Linked DNA regions of Mus musculus: region 1 is linked to region 2. The links are chromatin contacts, called in public ChIA-PET maps. All regions are on one chromosome and are shown on one strand. Each heading gives the region's core, a stretch centred on a gene start, on an enhancer-like site or on the middle of the called end of the contact. The rest is flanking DNA. Distances are from core to core; before and after follow the strand shown.

Region 1 (6,862 bases), core at 385-2,884, 61 kb after region 2:
TGTTGTATACACATTTAAAGTTTCCCTCAGAGTCAGGAAAATTGAGAGCACGGGTAACAGCCAGGGACTGAAGCTTAAGCGAAGGATTGCAGTTCAGACAAACGATTGGAGCATTTCCTTCTGTAACTCTCTTGTTCTGGGGAAGAGATAACTTGCTTGTCCATTCGGGCACGGACATGCTTTGATTTCAAGAGTGTCACCATTCCTACCAGGAAACTGAATGTAAGTAAATTGTACTTCTATGTATTCAAATATACTATTAAGTTGGACACCCTTACTCAAACAATTAGTTTTGTAAATAGAAGACTGAGCCAAAGCTCAGTATATAAGGATATCTTTCCCCCAGAGTCTTCTAACACTCTCTGGACTTCAGCAGACATGTACTTACGGTTTGGACTGTTGACAAGAGACTAGGAAGTCCCAGTGCTAACAGCCTGTTCTCAAATCCTCTCCTGTCCCCATTGCTTAGAGCAGGGATCTCACCCTTACCCCAAATGTTGTGCTACCATGTTTATCACAGCAGTTACAGGTGTGTGGAGATGGTGATCCCGTGACCTCTTTTTTTTTAAAGATTTATTTATCTTATTTATATGAGCACACTGTAGCTGTCTTCAGACACACAAGAAGAGGGCACCAGGCCAGGCAGTGGTGGCGCACGCCTTTAATCCCAGCACTTGGGAGGCAGAGGCAGGTGGATCTCTGAGTTCAAGGCCAGCCTGGTCTACAGAGTGAGTTCCAGGACAGCCAGAGCTACACAGAGAAACCCTGTCTCGAAAGATCCCATTATAGATGGTTGTGAACCATCATGCAGATCATGCAGTTGCTGGGAATTGAACTCAGGACCTCTGGAGGAGCAGTTGGTGCTCTTAACCACTGAGCCACCACTCCAGCCCTCCCTTGAGCTTCTCTGCAGCTTCTGTCAAAGGCAGCCTCACCTGTCTACACACTGTGCTGTACAAACATTTGTTCTCTGTATGTGCCACAGCAGGGGAAAAGGAGACCATTAACAAGGTCATGAGGTTAATTATCAAGGTTTAATTAAATTCCAGGTGTGTCCCCTGTTTGACATTGAGACAACATATTAGTGTTGTCATGCACAAAGTCCACACTTAAGAATCAAACAATTACAGCCCCATGCACGGTGGTGCAAGCCTATAGTCCCAGCAGGTGGGAAACAGAGGCAGGCAGATCTCTGTAAGTTTGAGGCCACCCTGGTCTACAAAGCAAGTCTAGGACACTCAGGGCTTGTTATACAGAGAAACATTGCCTTGAAAAACAAACAAACAAACAAACACACAAACAAACACACAACAAAACAATCAATTTAGTCAAGCCCCCAAAATTGCTCTTTCCAGATAGATCTCCTAATGTTATAAGTATGTTTACGGTTTATGTTGGGCAGCGTTCCTAGCCCTGAGTTCCGTGGAGCCTGTGGCCCACAGGCAGCACATGTCTGTCTGCACTGGCCTTTGAAACTTTTGTCAGCTTGCTCATGCCCTCTGCTTCCAGACTGATCTTCTAGTGCTCTACAATCTCAGGGCTATACTACACAGGGACTCCCCTCCCTCCCTTTCTCTCCCTTCCTCCTTCCTTTGTTCACATGGTGCTCTATCTCCCTGTCTCTGTCTCTGTCCCTCCCCCCTCTCTCCCTCCCTTCTCCTTTCCTTTTCCCTCCCTCCCTTTCTCTCCCTTCCTCTTTCCCTTGTTCACATGGTGCTCTATCTCCCTGTCTCTGTCTCTGTCTCTGTCTCTGTCTCTGTCTCTGTCTCTGTCTCTCTCTCTCTCTCTCTCTCTCTCTCTCTCTCTCTCTCTCTCTCTGTACGACCTACACATACACTCTTTGGATCAGTCCAGTGACTGCCTTGGCCTCCTTTGCTTTCCCAGCATCTTGTGACTCTGCAAAACAAAAGCTTCCACTTCCGCTTCCTCCTTGACACTGTCTGCCGCTGAAGCACTCTCCTTCCTGTGCACTCACAAGACATTTGCCACGTTTGCTTGTTACCTTCCCAGCCATTTGCCACATTCTGCCTCTGATGTTAGTTATTAGTGAGCGGTGGCCGTTTGGTTTATCTGTTTCCCTGCTCATTGGATGCAAATACAAAGGGGATAAAATTAGCACTCTTAATATTATACATCTACCATGTGCCAGGGCTTTGGGGGGGGAGGGGGGCTCTGTAAGTCTGACAGTGTGCAGTCTTCACAGTGTCCTCTGTGTGAGAGAAGCATGTTGTAGATGGAGAAGCTGAGGAACAACTAGGCTGGCTGCCTCTAGGCTAGGGAGTTTAATAAAGGAAGAGAGAAACTGCAGAGCAAAGTCCTGCTGGGTGGCTCTGCTGCTGGGCCTAGTGCTCACCCCATGCCTAGATCTAAGCCTGGAAGGGAGTGGGTGGAGCTTGGTGGAAGCCTGGTTTGTGATTTTGCTTCATGCACTGCTTCAGGTGATGGTAAAACCTTGGCAAGAGATCTGATCCACGGACATGAAAATCCTTCTCAGCAGAGAACGCCTCTCCCTAGAATCAAACCTAAGGCGTCCCAGGAACAAAGTGGGTAGATGGAAGCTATCTTTTCTTTGCTTGAAAAAGAATCTTCAGTTTAATACCAGGACCACATGTCTATAAATTAAAAAGATACTCTTTGGCTAAGTGCATGCCCTCCGCTCTTCCTACTCAGGCACTGTTTATCTTGTAATGGTTACATTCTGTTACTGTGCCTTGAGCAAAGGTTTGAAGGCAGTACTTAGATTAAATTAAGTCAGTCATTAATTTAACGGGGCAACTTTTTTAGCTACCGTGCCTTAGGTGGAGGGGCTGGTGGGGGTAGGGGGAGGTAACACAATATTTAAGAGGTAACAATATTTAATTTGCTGTATAAGCAAAAAGTGATGTCAAAATCATCTGAACATAAACAGAATTTTCAAGTTATTAAAAATGATTGTATCTAATATCTATGCCTGCGTGTTTGTGTTTGTGTTTGTGTGTGTGCATGAGTGTGCCAAAGGAGGTCAGAGGACATCTTCCAAGAGTCAGTTTTCCCTGTCACCCATGGCTCTGGTGATCCAACTGAGGATTATCAGACATATGAACCAAGTGCTTTTAACCTGCCAGTTTCCTGGCCCAGTCAATAGAATCTTTGCACAACCGACTCTCTTATACTTATATATATGGTGTCCAACTCAACTTGCAACTGCTTGACATTTTAAAGGAAAGGAGACGGAGAAAGAGAAGGAACGAAACACTGTTAACCTGTCTAAGTCGGCACAGTCCCTGAGGGACGTGCTAACAAATCATCAAACTGGTTTATGCTCTTTATTCAGAATGAAACTTGAGGGCGGGAGATGAAAAGAGGAGCGATCAGGTCCAAGAGAGTTCCTAGCACTGTAGCAAACAGAAACCGAGAGGTCTGCAAATGTGAACTTTTAGCTGCAACTTTCATTAATAAATAATCACCTGGAAGGTTCAGCAGCAGGTGAAGCTGCATCCCGGAGCATCACGCCCAAAGGAGCTCTGTGAAGGGATGGGATGGGGCTGTTAATATTTAGAACTGTCCGTGATGGGAGCTCTAGCTTTGTGTGTCTGATGACAATTGAAAGTGGGCAGTTGAGAGAAAGAAGGAAGGAAGGAAGGAAGGAAGGAAGGAAGGAAGGAAGGAAGGAAGGAAGGAAAAAAAAGGAAGGAAGGAAGAAGGGAGGGAGGGAGGGAGGGAGAGGGAGGGAGGAAGGAAGGAAGGAAGGAAGGAAGAAAGAAAGAAAGAAAGAAAGAAAGAAAGAAAGAAAGAAAGAAAGAAAGAAAGAAAGAAAGAAGAGATGGGAGGGGAAAAGGTAAGGTAGAAGGGAGGGAAGGAAAAAGAAACTTTACTATCATTTACTTTTAGTAAATCTAAATTTAAATAACCATAGTTGGCTGACATCTTGGACAGCAGAATTCTGGACTGTCATGGGCTCACATGAACTAGCATACTGATAGACAGGAGGGGCTTATAAAAAGCTGTGGTGATTTCCTGAATGCTTTTGGGGATAAGGAGTCTTACTGCTTGGTTAAAAGTGGCCCTTGAATAGACCGTGATAAATGCACATTAGACTAATGAATGGTACAGAAAGACTAAATAACTTGGGCATATTTTCTGTGTGTCTGAGGTTTGGAAATTCAGTTTTCTACTTCAGCCAACGAGAACCCATAGGCCCATGAGTGACCTAATAGATGATCTGGCAGGTGAAAATGTAAACTTTGGATACAGGTATTTCAGAGTTCTTTTTTGTTTGTTTGTTTGTTTGTTTGTGTTTGTTTTTGTTTTGTTTTGTTTTGTTTTTTGAGACAGGGTTTCTCTGTGTAGCCCTGGCTGTCCTGGAACTCATGCTGTAGACCAGGCTGGCCTCGAACTCAGAAATCCACCTGCCTCTGCCTCCCAAGTGCTGGGATTAAAGGCATGTGCCACCACCGCCTGGCCTTGTTTCAGAGTTGTTAATAATCAAATGCATCTCATCAATAAGTCTCCTGTTTTTATCCAGTTTTTACCTCAAGACAAGTCTCTTCCAGGACTGTGGGATTTCTTTGACAGAGCCTGTTCACTGAGATAGGGATCTGAGGCGCGTGGGAAAGCTATGGAAACAAATGAATGATAAGCAATTGTCTGTCTACACAATCCCACAGTGCTTGGCCTTGTCAGAGGGTTCAGCCCTTCACAAACACACATCTGCAAGGTCCCCAGAAGAGATCCCATGACTCTGATCATTGTCACGTGCCTGTTTGTTTTTTCCCTTGAGAAACTGAATGAGTGAAAAAAAAAAAAAAGATCACAAGCAAACAAAAGCATCAATAACAGGAAGCCGTTGGTGAGAAATACCCTGATGTTCCTGTAAATTCACGTCACTAGATTCCCCAGGGACAAAGGTGCATGAACTGCAACGGGTAAATAATTATGATTTAATACAGAGACCGTGCAGTGTTGTTTATGGTAAGACAACAAAAACGAATTGTTTCTCGGGCGCAAATAAGCAAATAATAGAAACATATATCAATATGATCAGGAAGTGGTGATGTTATGTCTAGGTCAGCTGCTGAGAACAATCTGTAATCTATCAAAGTATCTCCTCTGTGATCACAAACTCGCACGCTGGGACCTTAGGGAGAGACACGGTTGTCTACTGGTGCTTTGAAAGCGCAGAGAGGCAGCTCGCTAGTCCCGGAGATTGGGTGGGAAAGACACTGGTCTGCAGGCTTTAGGCACAAGGAGGAGAGAGGGGCAATACAAAATTTTCCCATTGTTTTTTTTTTCACGGCCTTAATCATTTTATTTATTTATTTTTTAAATATTTTTTATTAGGTATTTTCCTCATTTACATTTCCAATGCTATCCCAAAAGTCCCCCATACCCTCCCCCCCACTCACCTCCCCACGCACTCCCACTTTTTGGCCCTGGCATTCCCCTGTACTGAGGCATATAAAGTTTGCACGACCAATGGGCCTCTCTTTCCACTGATGGCCGACTAGGCCATCTTCTGATACATATGCAGCTAGAGTCAAGAGCTCCGGGGGGTATTGGTTAGTTCATATTGTTGTTCCACCTATAGGGTTGCAGTTCCCTTTAGCTCCTTGGGTACTTTCTCTAGCTCCTCCACTGGGGGCCTTGTGATCCATCCAATAGCTGACTGTGAGCATCCACTTTTGTGTTTGCTAGGCCCGGGCATAGTCTCACAAGAGACAGCTATATCTGGGTCCTTTCAGCAAAATCTTGCTAGTGTATGCAATGGTGTCAGTGTTTGGAGGCTGATTATGGGACGGATCCCTGGATATGGCAATATCTAGATGGTCCATCCTTTTGTCTCAGCTCCAAACTTTGTCTCTGTAACTCCTTCCATGGGTGTTTTGTTCCCAGTTCTAAGAAGGGGCAAAGTGTCCACACTTTGGTCTTCGTTCTTCTTGAGTTTCATATGTTTTGCAAATTGTATCTTATATCTTGGGTATTCTAAGTTTCTGGGTTAATATCCACTTATCAGTGAGTACATTCTTTTGTGATTGGGTTACCTCACTCAGGATGATGCCCTCTAGGTCCAACCATTTGCCTAGGAATTTCATAAATTCATTCTTTTTAATAGCTGAGTAGTACTCCATTGTGTAAATGTACCACATGTTTTGTATCCATCCCTCTGTTGAGGGGCATCTGGGTTCTTTCCAGCTTCTGGCTATTATAAATAAGGCTGCTATGAACATAGTGGAGCATGTGTCTTTCTTACCAGTTGGAACATATTCTGGATATATGCCCAGGAGAGGTATTGCTGGATCCTCTGGTAGTACTATGTCCAATTTTCTGAGGAACCTCCAGACTGATTTCCAGAGTGGTTGTACAAGCTTGCACTCCCACCAACAATAGAGGAGTGTTCCTCTTTCTCCACATCCTCACCAGCATCGGCTGTCACCTGAATTTTTGATCTTAGCCATTCTGACTGGTGTGAGGTGGAATCTCAGGGTTGTTTTGATTTGCATTTCCCTGATGATTAAGGATGCTGAACATTTTTTCAGGTGCTTCTCAGCCACTCAGTATTCCTCAGGTGAGAATTCTTTGTTTAGCTCTGAGCCCCATTTTTTAATGGGGTTATTTGATTTTCTGGAGTCCAACTTCTTGAATTCTTTATATATATTAGATATTAGTCCCCTATCTGATTTAGGATAGGTAAAGATCCTTTCCCAATCTGTTGGTGGTCTTTTTGTCTTATTGACGGTGTCTTTTGCCTTACAGAAGCTTTGCAGTTTTATGAGGTCCCATTTGCCAATTCTCGATCTTGCAGCACAAGCCATTGCCGTTCTATTCAAGAATTTTTCCCCTGTGCCCATATCTTTGAGGCTTTTCCCCATTTTCTCCTCTATAA
Region 2 (7,098 bases), core at 2,104-4,603:
ACACATTGGTTGTTTGTCCAAACTTATGCATGGTGGCCAGCAGTAGTCAGTGCCACTCTGCAAAGGCACATGTGGCTTCCCACAGGCTGGAGCCATGTGGTCTGCCGGTTGCGGGTTTAAGTAAATTGAACCCAAGAAGATAGTAGGTTGGAGGGTCTGGGATGTACACCCAGGCAGGGTAAGAGCTCTTGATTTGGGCATGGGGTGTAGTAGTAGACCGCTTGCCTAGCAGGCACAAGGCCTCTGGTTCAATTCCCCCAAGGGTTCAAGCCCCAGAACAATAAAATAAGAAACAGTTGCATTCCTTTGCCTTTGAAACTGGAGGTGTGTGGGAGGGGTCCAGGACGGTTCCTTTACTTAGGCAGGAGAGAAGAGACTCAAGGAAGGAGGGAGGCACAGGGGTAAGAGGTTTGCTTTTGACCAGTCAAAGTAAATTATGCAAAAGTGGGTTTTTCCTTACTGTATTTCTTCTGCCTTTCTTTCCTTGTAGACCGGGCCTTGCTAGGTGTCTCAGGCTAGCCTCAAACTAGAGATCCTCCCGCCTTTGCCACCATGGATAACTGAGAAGACACGGAGGGAGGAATAGAATACATGGGTGGTGAGAGAGAGAGAGAGAGAGAGAGAGAGAGAGAGAGAGAGAGAGAGAGAGAGAGAGAGAGACTTCTTCCCAAATTTGGCTTACTTTGTCACTGTGCTGAAAGGAGGCCTGGCTTGGTAAACTGTTCCCTCAGGAGCCTTTGAGTACATTTGTGGGAAGCCACCATTGAACTGTTTCATAAATATTTTGAATTTCATAAGACTTAATATTTTTCCAAGCAGTGATCTGCCTACATTTTTACACCCAAATCTCCCTTGGAGGAAATTCGATCCACATAGTTCAGAGTTGTTTATATGCCAGCCATTTAAAATAATATTTAGCAAGATTTTTTTTTTTTAAACTCCAAGGCCCTTTTGTAAGACACCAAGACCACACTTCAGTTCTTCCTCCCTCCCTCCCTCCCTTCCTCCTTCCTTCCTTCTCCCCCTCCCTTCTTTTCTCCCTTCCCTTTCCATTATATTATTATTATTATTTTAAAGCTATTTCCCTCTTCCAATTTGTAAATGTGCTTTCCTTGAGTTTAATCTTCTAGGCAAATTTTTAAAAAATAACAATATTATCCCCTTCCTGCTGGGACTTCATACGTCATATGCCACGTTTCACACTTAGCCCCCAACCCAAATCCTCTCCTTCGCTTCTGCTTTCTACCTCATTTGTCGAGCGTCTCTACATTTAGCTCCGTGTCTGGGGAGCTGCGAGTGAGCAGGTATTTGGAGAGGCACGAACTTCGCTTTGAATGAAATTCTCTAGTGCTGCAGAGAGCAGGAGAGAAGTCTGGGTGGGTGGGGGGGAGGTGCAAGGGTGGGTGAGGATGTGATGGTGGAATCCAGCAACTCACTCTGTAGGAACAGAGGGGTTGTCGTTTCCCTGTTTCCAGGCTGCTGAGCATCCAACATGGTTCCATTAAAATGGGACAACCATACACCATACACTACCCAAAGCAGGGTGAATCAAGTCAGTTGTTTTGTTTAGCTGGTTTTGATGTATATAACAATCATATGTGTGTGTGTGTGTGTGTGTGTGTGTGTGTGTGTGTGTGTGTGCATTTATATGTATGCCTATCAATCCTTGGCTAGTCTGGAATTCAGACCAGGCAAGCCTTGAACTTACACAGATTGCCTGCCTCTGCTTCCTGAGTACTGGGATTAAAAGCATATGAAATCATGCCTGCTTATTTTTTATTGCTTTTATTCACTTTATTTTGTGTGTGAGTGTTTTGCTTATATGTATGTTTGTGTGCCACATGCATGCATGGTACATGCAGAGATCAGAAGAGGGCATTGGATACCTGTAACTAGAGTTAGCTGATGGTTGTGAACCACCATTTCAGTCTAGCCCTGGTTTTCTATAAGAGCGGTAAGTGCTCTTAAGCACGGAGCCATCTCTCCAGTCCCTAAAATAAGTTCTTAAGTGAAACACTATACTGTTGTAAGGGAAAAAAGAACTGGGAGCCAAGCTTTAAAAAGCAAATATGGAAACAGAAGAAACAAAGTCAGAATACTCAAGTGAGCGCCACATCAGGGGTCTACTGGCAGCAACCCGAGATCAGCAACCTGAGATAGATCACATCAGGGGTATCTTTGCAGCAACCCGAGATAGATTTTATACTTCATCTTAAGCTGAAAGAGACTTGGAGGTTGTCCTCCACAGTCTGGAAAGCCTCCTTTCAATATCCTAAAGACGAATACCGTGTTCTGCTTCACGTTTTATAAACCTTCTCTAACTGTGCTCCCCCAACCTCAGGAAGTGCCTGCTTCTTACTGCTGTGATTTCCAGAGTGTGAGCCTTGGAATTCTGGGGTGAAGGGTAAGGCTGAGGAAGTAAGGAGTCTGCAAATCCAGCACCAGGGCACACACTCACAGTGTCCTCTGTGATGTATCTCTGCTTACTGAACGTGTTAAATATTCTGCTGAAATATCTAAATAGAAACACCAGTTCTCAAAAGCCCACCAAAGAAGAGACAGTAACTTCCCCTTGTCCACAGGCTTCCTCTCAGCAATTTCAGTTGCTTGCGGTCCACTGCTGTAGCAAACATTACATGAAATATTCCAGAGATAAATGATACATGCAATTTAAATGACATACGAGAGTAGATTGATTTAATTGTCCTCTTATCGCCTTGGTTAATCTTACTGTACTTAATTCATTGACTAGACTTTACCCTGTGTGTGTTCTTCATCTTGGACATAGACAACCACCTGCATGGAAAAGCACAGGGGACTCACCAAGAGTAGCAGTGGGCGGCTGTTAGCACCCACTGTGGGTGGATCAGGACTCCTCCACAAATATGCTTGCTGCGGTACTGGATGGACGCCATAAATGGCCTGGAATGCGGCTGGACTTCCCTCCCTCCAATAATTTCAGTATGGAAACCTGCAAAAGTAAGCCAAAAGATTTTACACGATCCAGCAGTGACATCTCGTTCCTCTGATAGCAGGCACCATTACCCTTATATCCCTTTCTAAGACTAATAAAACAACAACGGTGCTCAATACTTAGTGTACCTTTTCCGGCTAGCAGTTGTATAAACCAAAACAGGTAAGAGGGGAAACACTGTTTACAGAATAACAACACAATCACTAAAGATTCACATCATTACACATAAGCCAGGGGTATGGGATACTTACACTCTGAAGACATATAAACGCCAGCCACCAGGGAAACCAGAGCCCATGAAGAAAACCTCATAATTACAGGGCTTCGGTGTTAAGGAGCACGGACAAACTGCTTGCTTCGTGGTTGATGAAGGAGACTGTGAAGATGGGTTTTGGTTCTTGTTGTTCTTGCAGGTTTCTCACCTCACACGTCCCAGACGTTAGATTTTTCACACCCAAGGTTTCAAAGCCTCTATTAGTCTGGGGGAAGTTCCGGTACAACGGGTGAAGGAATAAAAGATACGCAGGCCAGAAGACCCCAGAGAGGTGTAGACAGTTGAAAGCTGTTCTTTGCTCTAAAGCAGTGGCTCTCAACCTGTGGGTCACGACACCTTTGGGAGTCTCATATCAGATATCCTGCATATTAGATATTTGCATTATATAGCCAAATGAAGTAATGAAGTACCAATGGAATAATGTTATGGTTGGGAGTCACTATAACATGAGGACCTCTATTAAAAGGTCGCAGCACTAAGAACCAATGCTCTAACAGTTCCCTCAGCATGAAACGGTGCCTATCGGGTTTACTTCCCCTTTGCCTCTTTGCATGGATGGATTTGTGATGGAGAAGGACAGAGTCTCGCACAGATCCTCGAAAGCTTTACGGTGTGATTTAGATGTCACTTGAATGTCATCCAGAGAAACCCACATGTCTCATAGGATGCACATTCCTTGTCTTACCATTTCCTTTAAATGTGACCAGATTTGGTTAAATTTTAGTTACATTTTTTTTAGAGATTTAATAATGTTATTAAAGAGGAATACTGGCAACATATTTTTTACTCAAACTCTCTTTGACTCAATTTTAGTTGAAAATGACCACATGTTTACCCAGGGCCTTAATAATGTCTGTTAAAAGGACTGTATGTCATCAGTCTTCCCAGTGACACATGACAACACAATGCCAGGCCTTCTCATACACCCTCTATCCATCACACTCAGGATTCTGCAGGAGTCTCTCCATGTATGCAAGTACATACATTATAATGTAGGCTCAAACATACTTAGATAAGATTAGCCACAAGAGCCCCATTTACCAAAACTTACAAAACTTTTAATTTTTTTAAGATTTACGAAATCTGTCTTTTATTTAAAACAACAACAACAACAACAAACAAACAACCAAAACTGTTATGCTTGGTAGATGTCAGAAGAATCTTACAAAACTGTTCTTTGATAAGAAAATAAGAATGAAAGTTAATATTATTCATTATATAGCATAATTTAACTGTTATGTAAGTTGAATGCATTAAGCGATTTTCAAAATTCCCGTTCCCTGATCATTTGTATCTTCATGTCTCTATCTGTGAAGAAGGCAGCACAGCAAGTATGCAATAAACTAAGATAAACTGAGAGTGGTTCGTTTGCCCAAAGCCACAGCATTGGAACTGGATCAAATCTCCTGGTTTGCCTGCAGTAGCGTGGATGTTAATAAGCTCATTTCAGCACACGGCCCTGGTCAGCAGTATCCCATGCAGCCACAGCAAACTTTCCAAACACTGAGCGAAAGAAACACACCCAGGGCAGCGATTTCCTGCTAAACAAGGAGAGCAAAAGGTGAGATGGTGGGAGAGAGCTTGAGAAAAGTCACAGCCTTACGAAGCCAAACCTGTTAGCACCACCCGAGTGTCCCATGAACTGTCAACTGACCTCCGAGACTACTGACGTGCCCTGTACTGATCCCTCGTGTGCCTTTATTCCAAGTTTCCAGGTGGGCATGGTCGTACCTGTTCTTAACCATATTTTCTTGATGCTGGGAACAGAAGAGGGTGGGTGATTTGTAAACATGATCTGGATGCAAGCAAGATGTAAATGGTAAAAGACAGTTTTAGCATGGCGGGGTTGGAACACCTCTGCCAGCTAGCTTCTTTACAGTAAGGACTCACAACGGTATAGCTTTTTATTACAGATGGCTAAACATTTTCATCTGAATTTCCAGGGAGGTGGCTGCTCCTTCATCTTGTTTTATGGATGGAGAAACTGAAGCTAAGACTGTCTAGATTACCCAGCGAGCAGATGGCCCCTAAACCCTTATGTGCTGGCTCCAGACTTCATGTTTCCTTCAACCTGACCACACTGTCTGCCCTGTTCCCTCTGAGAAGCCCCTGGCTTAGACACTTCAGGAGGCAAGCTGGCCATGCTGAAGGGAAAAAGGATTTAGCACTGCAATTAGACATGGGTGAGATTTAGTTCAGTTGAGAGGAGAGACGCGTAACTCCTTTTTGTAGCTGACCTGGAAATTCTGAGAATCGTGTTGGTTTGTAATAATGAGTTACTGGGTTTTGGCTCTAGATCCTTGTGCTAGTTAATAGTATCATTTGTTATTGTATTTGGGATCCTGGATTTGAAGACAGTGGGCTGTGTAACACGACGAGCTGGGTCATCTCATTGATTTCTGGGTGTTGGTTTTTACTCTGTTGAGTCTGCTGTGGGGAGAGCTATGTTTGCTTTGGATGGCTTTTTCAGCAGCTGTACTAGTCTGAGCAAGTGCACGGTGCTTAGCCTGTGACTGGCTCCTCCTCACGTCGCATCCGGGTCTTGCGGTTCTCGGCTGTGTTGTTTAGCTGTCCTTGTTAGCTACTCTGATAGAAGATTGTGACACTCCTGGATTTTAGGAGAACCTGATAAACCAGCTGTCCTGGTGCTTCCAACACCACATGTTTGTCCATTGGGGGCTGTCTTTAGTGGCTCAGGCACCTGCGTGCAGATTCATAAGCCACACTGTTTAGAGACTGTGCCTCTTGAGGTATGGCTGACAAATTTGAGACCTGTTCATGACTCATTAGGAGCTAGACAAAGACCGAAACTGAAAGTCAGCATTTGAAAAGTCTCAGCAATTCAGCAAGGCTTTACATTAATTTTAAAATGAAACATAATTTGTTCAATGTTATTAAAAACTTAGGCATGTCTTCTATATGCCTTTGTTATTTAATTAATTGTTATATTCATTTGTATTGGATAAAAATGTTAGTCTATGACGGACTAAACAAGAAAACAAGTTACTGCACACACTGTTGGCCTGCCCCAGGGTAGGACTAAGAAGCGCTGAAGACGTGACTCGGAAGTAGATGAGTGTCAAAACTTTCCTGCTGATTTCCTTCCTGTGTCCTTTTCCAAAGCTGATTTTTAAAAAGAGATTTGTTTTATTTTATTTTGGTTCTGTGAATTTGTGTCTGTCTATGTGGGAGGGGTGGGCAGGTGATGCAGGGGCCAGAGGAGGTCAAAGGGCCCCAGATGCCCTGCAGCTGGAGTTACAGGATGTTGTGAGCCACCTGATGTGGGTGCTAGGAACTGAACTTGGATCCTCCAGAGGAGCAGAAAGCTCTCTTGATTGTTGAGCCATCTCTTGAGCCCTATTTTAAAATTACTTTAAATTCCATTTATTTATTAAGGTGTGCTTGTGTATGTGTGCGCGAGTGCTATGGCATATATGTAAAGGACAACTTATGGGAGTGGATTCTCTCCTTTCACCATGTGGACCCAGAGGTTGAACTCTTGGAGTCAGGACTGGTAGCAAAAGCCCTTACCCACTAGCCATTTTGCACACCACACACATACTTCAGCCTCTTTTGAAAGGATCTCTCATCTTGCCCACGACTTTGCAGCCCCCCCCAGCCTCAGATGCTTGAGAACAGCACTGGTAGAATTTTACTGCACCCCCTCTTAGAGCCCTCCATTTTGGGGGACTTGATTTCTGCCTGGTAATAGTTTAACTGATTTGTTTACTAGTTAAACTAACAGTTTAGTTAATTCATCTGGTAATAATTTAACTAATCTTGTAGCAATTACGGTGAGACTTCCCATTTAGCCTGGGAAGAGCACTGAGGTGCTATACAAAATAATGTG

Evidence for each region. ChIA-PET counts read pairs in DNA pulled down with a chosen protein or histone mark.
Region 1: an RNA polymerase II ChIA-PET map of effector CD8 T cells shows a contact between it and region 2, with 14 read pairs. The contact joins the enhancer-like site here to the promoter of Gzmk in region 2. A contact is called at or near these places in 1 of 39 promoter capture datasets (macrophages), 1 of 15 datasets of contacts at CTCF or cohesin (CD8 T cells), 2 of 484 Hi-C or Micro-C datasets (nephron progenitors and neural stem cells), 5 of 115 datasets of contacts at active chromatin or transcription factors (CD8 T cells, effector CD8 T cells, embryonic stem cells and 1 more) and 1 of 9 other capture datasets (adipose tissue).

Annotation. Positions count from the first base shown.
Region 1 is chr13:113,240,402-113,247,263 of GRCm38.p6, forward strand. No RefSeq gene overlaps it. Among named protein-coding and RNA genes, the nearest start is that of Gm41069, 18 kb to the left of the region's middle. Within about 2 kb of position 1,635, at least 43 of the 459 cell types and tissues checked have an H3K27ac peak or open chromatin away from gene starts, as enhancers often do. A contact at or near this core is called in CD8 T cells, effector CD8 T cells and macrophages, where this site is marked.
Region 2 is chr13:113,177,612-113,184,709 of GRCm38.p6, forward strand. It overlaps Gzmk (granzyme K), which reads right to left and starts at 3,354. Exons shown (of 5, transcript NM_008196.2): 1 at 3,226-3,354; 2 at 2,824-2,971. The coding sequence starts at 3,286.